2 separate regions of the Macaca mulatta genome follow, and region 1 is linked to region 2. The links are chromatin contacts, called in public Hi-C maps. All regions are on one chromosome and are shown on one strand. Each heading gives the region's core, a stretch centred on a gene start, on an enhancer-like site or on the middle of the called end of the contact. The rest is flanking DNA. Distances are from core to core; before and after follow the strand shown. Region 1 has its middle 24 kb from the start of KRT78. Region 2 holds the start of KRT74 (keratin 74).

Region 1 (5,545 bases), core at 2,407-4,906, 290 kb after region 2:
CCCTATGCTTGCTGGCACCCCGGAGTCTGAAGGCAGTCTCCCGACCTGGGCCAGATAGAATCCAGAAACTCACAGCTGCCCCAACTAGCTAAAACAAAGGGGGTCAATGTGGGTTGTACCAAGCATCAAAGCAGGAATATCTGGGGGCTCTCAGCCATCAGCAACACCATCCAGATACCACTGGACCTGCACCAGTGCCTACCCCAGGTGCCACAGCCCCATCCTGCCAGCTAGCACTGGAAGGGATTGTGTTTTTACTTAGGGAAGAATTTAGGGAACAGAGAGGATTGTGAAGAACTGGAGAGAACCTCACATAGCCTGTACTGAAGGTGGACCCACCAAGATTTCTCCAGCTGGGGTCCCATCCACAGAGGATGACGCCAGTGGGAATAGACTGCAGCTGGTGGGATTGAGGTCAGGCCGGGGAGGGATTCCCCGCCATAGTGGGGTTATTTGGGGCCCACTGGGAGACACCTAGTTCGCTTCCCATCCAGAGGCAGTTCTGCCTGTACAGTTCAGCTGGGAGGGAAACAGCAGGGGAAATGCAGCAACTGCAACATTTCACTAAGGAGAAAAAAAAATGTCAAAAATGCTCTGAGCCTGCAGTTTGCTTGTTGACATACACAGATGCTCACGCTTTTGCCATTGGGTTCCCTCCACCCACCACCCCTGCCTTGGCTCAGCGTGTGAATGGGGGCAGAAGGGAGGGCAGGGCAGAAGGGTGTGTGTGTGAACAAGTGAAGTCATTCTCTCTGGGTGGCTCCTTTTAATTAGCACCCTGAAAAAAACTCCCAGCTAGCAAAATTGAGTCTTGCCAACTGGGAGCCCCACCATTCTGACTCATCCAGACCCTGGGGGCAGGAGTGGGAGCACGAAATCTGAGAGTCAGGAAGGGGTTGTTGAAAGCCTGGGCATTTGAGAAGGCTTCCCAGTCCTCTGGAGGACCGTCAGGAAGGACATGGTCACAATTGAGAGTCAGTTGGCCCCTGGGAAGCTTGGACTGAGCTGGTTCAGAGCAAGAGAATGGAGGGTGGCAAGGCATCAGAGAAATCACCGCTTTCCCCAGCTCCCCCGAGGAGATCAGTCCCTGAGCTTGGCCAGGGGGTCAGCCCTGGAGGTCATACTACAGGACCATTATATCGGATCCAGGCCTGGGTGAAGCATTTGGGCCATTTCAGTTGTACTCAACATTCTAAGCAAAGAGTCACCTGGTCTTCTACGGCCAACCCCCAGAATCTAGACCCCGGGACTGGAAGCAGCAAGTTTACTCTATGAAGGGGACAGAGCAAGCTTCAGGCACCTTCCCTCAAGACCCCTCACCCCACAGTCCAGAGGCCTGTCCATGCTCCTCCTCTCCCTCAAAACTTTTCTGCAGGCAACTGCCTGATAAACCTCCCAGAATCTGTGCCAGAGTCCTGGCCTGCTGTGTTCAGGTGCTCCACTGTTGCCTGGGTTTGACACTCTCTTCCCCTATCACGCTGGGAGTCCCAGAGGACAGGGCCCAAGCCTCTCCTTGCTCTGGTCTCCAACAGCAGCCCTCAGGACTACATAGTCCATGAGAGGGGCGCGAACTTGCTCCCTGTGAAAATGGGCAGTGGGGGAGGTGGTGGGAGCCCTGAGATTCGGGGCTTCTCTGGATGGGGAGGCAGGAGCCCCAGGCTCAATCCTGCTGCTGCTGCTGCTACAGAATCACTGTGTGACCTCAGATGTGAAATTGTCTACCTTGAATCTAGACTCAGTAGCCTCGGGGGTCCCTTGCAGTCTCTGATAGTAGGATTATCTAGTAACCGAGGGTTCATTGTGGGCAGAAACACCAGGGCAATGGGAAAAGACTACTTGGAAGACCAGGCTGATGTGGCTATGATTGAGCAGGAAAGGATTTTTACTGCCAGGGTCAGGAGCAGGGATGCCTTCTAGCTCTCCCTGGCTCTAGAGCACCATTTCCAAATGACCCCAGCTCCAGGAAGGATGCTTGGGCCCCGTCCTCTGGGACTCCCAGAGGTCAGGCAAGATCTGAGGACCAGCAGCACAAGGCAAAGTAGAGCAGAGCTGCCTAAAACTGTCCAGGGCCCAGAGGACCATTCCCAGAGGCTGGCGGTCCCCCTCGGGCTACTTCCCAGGCCAAGCAGCCAAATTTCCAAAACCGGAATCCACCAACCCAGAGCACCACCGCCCCTGCTGACCCCCAAATAGTCCCTAGAGAACCAGACCACTGTGCCCTCCCACCAACCACAACCACCCTGGGGGCCCCCACCCTGGAGCTCATGCTGTTGGGAGAGGGTAGGGCCTGATTTCAGGTGACAGTGGAGAAAGGATGGGGTGACTGCTCTTGGGGACAGAGAGTGGTGTGTTGGAAGAATGAAGGTGTCCTGTCCCTGGGGCTGAGTGGGAACCTGAGCAGGGCGGGCACCGCCCGACGCGGAGGCCTCCACCCCCGACCCAGCTGGGCTGCCTGCTCCCATCACACCCTGGGCAGTAAAACTTGCTTTCATGGTTGTTGCGGGGTTGTTGTTTTCCTTGATGGTAGGGGTGGGGGTCTGTTTGTGTCTTTGTGTCTTTGTGCAAATACACCTGTGTTGATATGTGCCTGGTCCTATACATTTATTGATGTCTGAGGTTTTGTGTGTGTGTAAATCTGCATGTGTCCATGCCTGTGTGTGTATGGATATATCTGTGGGGGAGATCATCATAGCTACCATTTATTATTTCAATGTACTTTCCAGGTGTTGTTTCCTTTAATCCTCAGGACAATCCTTTAAGGAAGATATTCTAGCTATCCCCATTTTACAGATAGGAACGTAGGGTTGGAGAGGTCCGATAATTGACCCAAAGTCAGATCACCAGTAAAAGGCAGAACCAAGAGACTTCCCTCTACTGTTGAATGTGTCTCCCTGTGTGCCCGAAAATAAAGAGCTATATACGAGAATCGTGTAACATCTGCACATCTGTCTGTGTGTCTGTGTGTCTGCACCGTCTAAACCTGTGCCTGTGGGGGGGGGGGGTGTTTTGTGGCCTAGGTGCAAGTCAGGTGCGCCAGCCAGCAGTTAGCATCACCAGAGTCTTAGGGACAGTGACCCTCGGAGCATATTTTCTGACTGTATTTTCCCTTGGACATATTCCGACTGCATTTTCTGAAGCAGACAACAGCGTGTAGTGTTGCTGACTCTGGACAGAGAACTTCTGCCGTCAAGACCGTGGCAGGAAATGCCCCTGTGCCCCTGAGCCTGGCAAACAAGGCAGCCTGTCTCCTTCGAGGAGGAGCTGAGTGTCCCGTAGAGACAATCTGGGAAGGGCTCAGAGAGGGTCAAGAAGGAAGAAGAGCAAGGCTACCTCCCACCCCCCGCAGAGCCACCCGTGCCCCTAACCCGCTGGTGGGAGTGGCGGTGAGGGGCCTCTGGAAGAAGGACTGAGACGTCTCCGCTCGGTTCCCCTGAGAGCCCTGTGCTCTGTCACCGACAGCCTCTCTCCAGAAGTAGAGACCATGGGCTCTGGCTGGATGCCGCTTCAGGGGTCTCTCGGGGCGGCTAGGGGCCCTGGGAACCGGGAAGCCCGCGGGGCGCGGCGGGGCGGGGCAGAGCGCTAGGGCCGGGTGGCGGCCGCGGATTGGCTGGGCCCGAGCGCTCCCACGGAGGCCGGGGGCCCAGGGCGGCGCCAGCCGCGCCCGCTCCGCGGTGACTCATCCTGCACCCCACCTCTGGAGCTGGACGGGCGCCCGGCCTCTTCCCACCCCAGACCCGCCCGCTAAGCCGGGACAGCCTGACTCAGCAAGGGGAGCCTGGCCTGCCTTCCGTCCCCTTAGCGTCCTCCCCGGGGGCGGAGGAGAGTGTAGGGGGAGAATGCGTTTCTGTCCCTGTGGGAGAATTTGCCCCGCTCTAGGGAGGGGAATCTGGTATCTGTTCTTCTGGGAGACTGTGTGTCTGTCCATGGGCGGTGGGGCCTTCTGTCCCTCCGAAACGAGAGGTTGTGTGCCTGTCTTTCTGGGGGTGTCTCTGTGTCTTAAGGTCTTTATGGATCCGGCCGATGGACTGTGGCTTTTTGGAATCTGCCTGTTGGTTTCTTTGGAGTGTCACTCACCACCACCACTCAAGATCATCTCTGCGCCCCCCTACACCCTACTTCCCCAGAAGTGGGGAAGAGCTTAGCCGCTCAGTGCCTCTGTCTCACAGAGGCCAGGACAGGCCCGTCAGGGGTTAGCTCTGGGGAATTCTTCAGCTCTGGCTCTGGCTCCCTCCACAGTGCCAGGGTCCCTGAAGGTCAGAGGCCAGATGCTACCCTGCAGGCCAGGCTCAGTCCCTACAGCAGTGCCTACAAGATCTCAAAGTGATCTTAAAGCAAGATCGCAAAGTCCTCTTCAACCAAGTGATCCCTCAAAAAGGGAAAAGGACCCACAATTGTCCAGAGACTACTGTGGGCCATGTGGGCCATGTGTGCCATGCTAGGAGCTTCGCGTTCACCTTATCGATGCTTCTCAGGAAGCAACTCCAAAAACAAACATAATCCCCATTTTACGGGGGAGAAACTGAGGCCTAGGTGGTGGTTCAAGGTCATTGTGGCACAGTATGTGAGCAAATCTGGATTTGAACCCAGGGCTCTCTGGCTCTAAAGTGTATGCTCTTTCCACGGCTGTGGCTGCTCCCTGAGTGCCTTAGCCAAGAGTGGCCTCCACCTGGCCCCACAGCAAACCTGGGGGAAACTCTATTACCTCCACAGGGAGGCCAGCCTTCAACTTCTCCCAGGCTTTCCCATACCAAGGGAGGATCCCCGAGGACTGTGAGAGGCACTGGGGTGGGAAGGAGAAAGAAGCCAAGAGTCAGTACATGTGAGGTTTGGAGTATGCAACAGGATATGCCAGATCCCGGGGCTGCGGAAGGACCCTATAGCTCGACCCAGGCACACTTTGTAGGACACACACACACACACACATCCACAATGGCTGCTGGACACACTTAGTGCACAGATCCAGCTGTGGGGTGATTGCAATGATGCCCACATGCACATGCATGTTTCATGTGGTGCACACCTAATATATAGAACTGTTACCAACAGATATGAAGGCATCAGTGGAGTCATTACACACATTACACACAATGGTGTGTAGGTCATTACTGACACACACACACACACACAGAGTCAGAACCACAAAAAAGCGGATGATGAGGGAGTGAGAAGAACATGTGAAGTTGTTGTAGGAACAAATCAGCTCAGGGGCCTGGCCAAACCCACTCAAGCCCAAACCCAGAAAACCTGGACCTCTTCCTCTGCCCCCTACGGGTGCTCACACTGGACAGCCTTCCCACAAACATATATCCAACCAAGATTCTCACACAAGCACGTCCAGTGCTGGTCACACAGACACACAACCACCCATGCACTCACACAGACCCGTGGATCCATGTACACAACGTAGGAAGGAGGAATACAAATGCACACACAAATCAATCAAATGCACATATGAGTTAAATGCACTCACAATGGGGATATGTGTGCACAGACCATGAGCATGACACACATCCCCCCCACAGCACACACCACTGCCCCTCAACCT
Region 2 (5,194 bases), core at 597-3,096:
TGCGCCGGTTAATCTCCACTTCATATCTGCCGGCAGGGAGAGAAGATAGCCTTAGCCCTCTTAGCCAAGGAACTTTCTCTTCCTGCTGGCCAGGCAAATGTTTGGGATGCAGGGTCCCTGCAGGGTCTCTGGGGTGAGCAGTAAGAAGCTAGTGACAGGAATAAGATATCCCTGAGTTGCCTCACTTGCCTCCTACTTTTTGCATGTTAGGAAAACACCCAGGTGACACCAGCAACTGAACCTTTCAGTGGGTCAAGGAACACAGGAACTCCTTCCTATCAACCAGGCAGGAAGTTATCATCGAACAGGATAGGCCCTTCCCCCCAGCCAGAGAAGGGGATGTGAGCTCCTGACCCTGGAAGGTACACACCCATCTCCTAAAAAATAATGGCACAGAGATCAAGTGAGCCCAGAGGCAAGGGGAACATGGTCTGTGACCGTCGGGTGGGGCCTGCTCACCTCTTCTTGTAGTCCTCCACCAGGTCCCTCATGCTTCTCAGCTCCGAGTCCAGCCTCACCCTGTCCCCGGACAGCGTCTCCAGGTGCTTCCGCAGGTTGCTGATGTAGCCCTCGAGGATGGGCTCCAGGTTCTTCTTGCAGTTGTTCAGGTCCAGCTGCTGCAGCAGCTCCCACTTGGTTTCTAGAACCTGGTTCTGCTGCTCTAGGAACCTTACCTGGAACCAAAATCAACAGACAACTGGAACCACAATGGGTGCAGTCATGCCCCGTGGACACACACCATTGACTCCCCAGGTTTGCCATAGATTGTTGTAGTCATTTTGCTCACGTCTTGACTCTCCACCCTTGACATTCCACACAAACTAGACCCTTTACAAGTGCTGATTTCCTAGCCTTCTGGAGAAGCCATCAGTGAGAACTCACTCAAGGAGATTCCACAGCTTTCTTCTATTGCTTGGCCCTGGTCCCAGGAGATGTCCTTCCTTATGTCTCAACTAAGGGTCTTTTCCTGTACTATGAGCCCTTCCCTCTGAACACTGCTGGATTCTATTAGCCTTTCAGGTTCGTGGAAATCAGCCGTCCTCAAGAAACCCATCACTTTTTTGTCAAGGAATGGCTGCTTTTTACCCAGCTTCCCATCCTTCTCTGCAAAATCGCCAAAGAAGCCAATATATTCATGTATTCTTTTGTCTTCCGTGGCACACAGACCTACTCTCTTTCTCTAATGATGAGGAAGCCCTTCCTGAGGCCCAGCTGCACCTTTCCAGCCACAATGCGCAGTCCATTCCTAGGCAGCAGGAAAATTGCTCAGGCCTCAGGGGGCTGCCTCATTCTCCTCCTATGATACCCACCTTGTCAATGAAGGAGGCGAACTTGTCATTCAGCGCCTTGATCTGTTCCCGCTCCTGGGCACGCACCTTCTGGATCTCAGGGTCCAGCTCCACGTTGAGGGGGGCCAAGAGGCTCTTGTTGACAGTGACCTGGTAGATGCCCCCAGGCGGGCACACGGATGAACAAGCAGGCCCCAGGGCCACACTGCCAAACATACTGCCAGCAAAGCCACTGGCCCGGCCCCCTCCATACCCAGAGCCAGGCCTGAAGCTGTAACCTCCAGACTGAATGCCGCCACCAGCCACATTGAAAGAAATACGCTGATTCCCTCCGAGGCTATAGAGGCTCCGACTGCCAAAGCCAGCTCCAGCCCCTCTGCCAGCTGCACAGTAAGAGGCCAGGCTACCCACAGCCTTCCTCGGCACCACTGCCGAATGCACACTGAAGTTGCCCTTGTCACCACTGGACTTGATGTTCAGTTGCCGACTCATGGTGGGAAAGGTGGAGTTGACAGAGCTGGAGAAAAGCAGTCGCCAAGGGGTAGAGAACACAGTGATGGGGCACCCAGAGTGCTGCCTCCTTTTATCCCTGTTGGGCCCAGGACACCGGAAAAGGGCGTCTCTCTACTATCTCTTCCCCTGCTAAAGGGCCAGGAGCCATGGGCAATTTGTAGAACAGAGATCTCCAAGTCCTTTGCAGCAACAAAGCTCTTCTGATAGCAATTGGAATATGCTGCCCTTGCAGACTGGAGTGGTCTAATTTGGAGTTTATCTGTGCTCCCTAATTAGGGACCTAAAGAGTTATCCCCTGAAGAGATCTCCTAGCTTTATTTTTCCAGTGTTACCTCCTTCTTGCTTAACTATCAGCAAGGAGCAGGGGAAATTCCTGCCTTTCCCCAGAGGAGACTCACCTGAAAAATCCCAGGTTTCTTCCCAAAAGAAACCATCTCCCTATTATAGGGTCTTGTGTGGAAGCTGGAATTTTTACGTCTGGGAAAAGAAGACATGGAAAGATGATTCTTCTTGGAAAGGTGTCCTCAAATATCTGGATCTGGGTAAGAAGCTCCAGGGTCCATCCTTGGGCCATGCTAAGGACCACAGCTGTCTAGCAATGAAGTGGACCCCAGGAAGGAAGAGGAACGACTCTGCAGCATCTGCATGACCCCTATCAAGGATATTGTCTAGGGCCTTCTGTGTTGGGCAGGGCCTGTGTGGTAGTGACCTTGACATTGCCTTACAACGATGAGAACATTTCCAGCCAGCTGCATTTCCTCCAGTTGGATTTTCTCTCCTGGATAAGATTATCTGTCCTACTCTAGTAGGTCAGGCAGGAGCTGGGACATAAGCCCCCACACTCCCTGGGGAAACATCCCATAGCTGAAGTCACCAAGGAAAAGGACCCCCTGAGTTTCACTCCCAGGTTCAGGGGGGGCTGTTCTGCCAGTTTCCTGGCAAGTTCAGGGAGCACTCAATTTTGGAACAGGAAGTATCACCGCTTTATAGCTCAGGTAGTGTGGGTACAGTGCAATGTTAAAAAATTATTTCCGGGCTGGGCACGGTGGCTCACACCTGTAATCCCAGCACTTTGGGAGGCCGAGGAGAGCAGATTGCCTGAGGTCAGGAGTTTGAGTCCAGCCTGGCTAACATGATGAAACCCCGTCTCTACTAAAAACATAAAAATTAGCCAAGCGTGGTGGCGCATGCCTATAGTTTCAGCTACTCAGGAGGCTGAGGCCGAAGAATCACTTGAACCGGGGAGGCGGAGGTTGCAGTGAGCTCAGATTGCACCACTGCACTCCAGCCTGGGTGACAGAGCAAGACTCTGTCTACAAAAAAAAAAAAAAAAAATTATTTCAAAACTAGGTATCCGGCAGCTGCCTTCATGCGAGACTCTGACCACTTCCTATAACTAAACTGGGAACGCTTGGCCTGTTTGGATCCAGCCGAGGGCAGAAGACAACTGCTGCCACTGTTGGGGAGGGAAAAGGAGAAGCTGACCTGGGCAGGGAGCGTGGAGCTTAGGCCTGGAACCTGCCCCAGAAGACTTTCCCCTTCACAGGGTGTTTTCCTCTCAGCCCCTAAGACAATGGTGGAAGGTTCTTCCCCAGGAACCCTGTCTCAGGGGGGCCCTCCTGGCAGGGCCTAGCCCTAGAGCACAGGAGCATGTAATTGAAGGGGTTGCTTGTGGTTTTCTAAGTCAGGTTGCAAGGGCAACAGCAGGGGTGCTGCCAGACGCTGGGTTTGCCTCCTTCCTGTGCTGGAGTGTGCAAGTCAACAAATGGTGTGAGTTCCTTGACCTGGGAGTGACTGTCCTACGGCCCCAGCCCTCAAGAAGCCTGCAGACCAATAAGAGGAATCCATACAAAGAACTTAAAGTAGAGCCAAAGCTCTGGAATAACAGAAGAGCATTACAAACCATGGATCAGAGGTGCACTGAGGAATGGCTTTTTTTGATTAGGGTTTTTGGGGATCTCCAGAAGCCAGACTTATATTCCCAACAATGCCCATGACAGGTGCTGGCTTAGAGTAGTGGCTCAGAGGTAGTGGGGCTGGAAGTATTCCTTATGGTAGTAGTAGCAATAGTGGTAGTAACATCGTTGTATAATAGTGATGGTAGTAGCAGAAAGAGTTAACACTTATTGTTCACATGTGCCAGGCGTTGTGCCAAGCACTACATGGGATGTCTCACTGACTCTCCTTTACAGTTGAAGAAACAGAGGAACTTACCCATCTCACTCAACTAGTAAGTTAGAGTTGGGCCTGGAATTCAAGTGCGTCTGGTTTCAAAGTCCACGTTCCTGACCATCATGTTATACGATAGAGATGGAAGTTAGTAGCAAAGATGCAAAGACATTGTGGTACATGTGGCAGGCATGGCAGCTGTGGGCTGGGACCCTCGTGCTTGTGTTTCTGTTGTTTTTGATTAAAGTGTGACATGAGGAGAAGGGGAGGTTGTTGCTGAACTGGGGACTTGCAAAGGGTAGCTGCTCATGATAAGACATCACTCTAGGTTCAGAGAGAAAATCAGCCACAGCAAGGATGGGCGGGGGAAGGAAGAGACTTGCTTTTATGAGCAGCTGTTTTATTCTGGAATCCCCAGCAGCTGGCCCTTCATTGCCTGGCTTGAAGGGAGAAATAAACACAGTTCTGGCTAGCTGAGTCTTTGTGCCACCACCACCTGGCTGACTATGAGCCCCAATCTGATAGGAATTTCAACAAGAAGGCATTTACAAAGGGGAAAAGGCATGAGGCTAGATCTTTGAGGCTGGAGAAGACTTGGGGTAAACAAAAAGCAGACATCCAGGTGCCCGGGAAATGCAGCAGAATGAACGGGGTCCATCCACACTCAGAAGTGTGTGATGGGCTGGGAAAGGCCAGGACTAGGGCTAGGGGTCCTGCCACCCTTTGTATTCATTATAAAGGGTGCCTCTGTGGGCTGAGCCCTGTGCTGGAGGCTGGCCAATAAGGGTTACTGACAGTGGCGGTAATGATGGTGGCGGTGTGGCTGTGATGGAGAAGGAAAAGGTAGAGGCAGAGTAGAATTTCCTGATAACAGTGTTGTGATTGTGGCCACACAGAAGCAATCCTCCTAATTGGTTCCTAGGGAACTTAATTGCAGGGGAATTGTCTTTGGCCTGTGCAGTCAGATCCCTAGAGTTCCAGCCTTCACTGTGTTGGATACCCTTTAATTAGTAATCACACACCACACCCTGGTCTTTGAGTTCATTGGACTAATGAGTGTCCCAAGGCCTGAAGAGATTAGTTAGTTCATTAAATGTGTATAAAACTGGGCATCTACTGTGTGTTCAGCTCTATGCTAGACAGAGGGAGATATCTGAGACGCTCTCTTTCTCTTTTAGGAAGTTAATTGAACTGGAGGAGAAACAATATAAACATACAGAAGT

Evidence for each region. A called contact is a pair of places that touch in the nucleus more often than the background predicts.
Region 1: a Hi-C map of sperm shows a contact between it and region 2, with 2.6 times the contacts expected there. The contact joins the enhancer-like site here to the promoter of KRT74 in region 2. A contact is called at or near these places in 7 of 14 Hi-C or Micro-C datasets (blood, cortical neurons, fetal cortex germinal zone and 4 more).

What each region holds. Positions count from the first base shown.
Region 1 is chr11:60,012,730-60,018,274 of T2T-MMU8v2.0, forward strand. No RefSeq gene overlaps it. Among named protein-coding and RNA genes, the nearest start is that of KRT78, 24 kb to the left of the region's middle. Within about 2 kb of position 3,657, at least 19 of the 40 cell types and tissues checked have an H3K27ac peak or open chromatin away from gene starts, as enhancers often do. A contact at or near this core is called in blood, where this site is marked.
Region 2 is chr11:59,723,796-59,728,989 of T2T-MMU8v2.0, forward strand. KRT74 (keratin 74) reads right to left here and starts at 1,847. Exons shown (of 9, transcript XM_001097399.5): 1 at 1,311-1,847; 2 at 460-674; 3 at 1-26. The coding sequence starts at 1,781.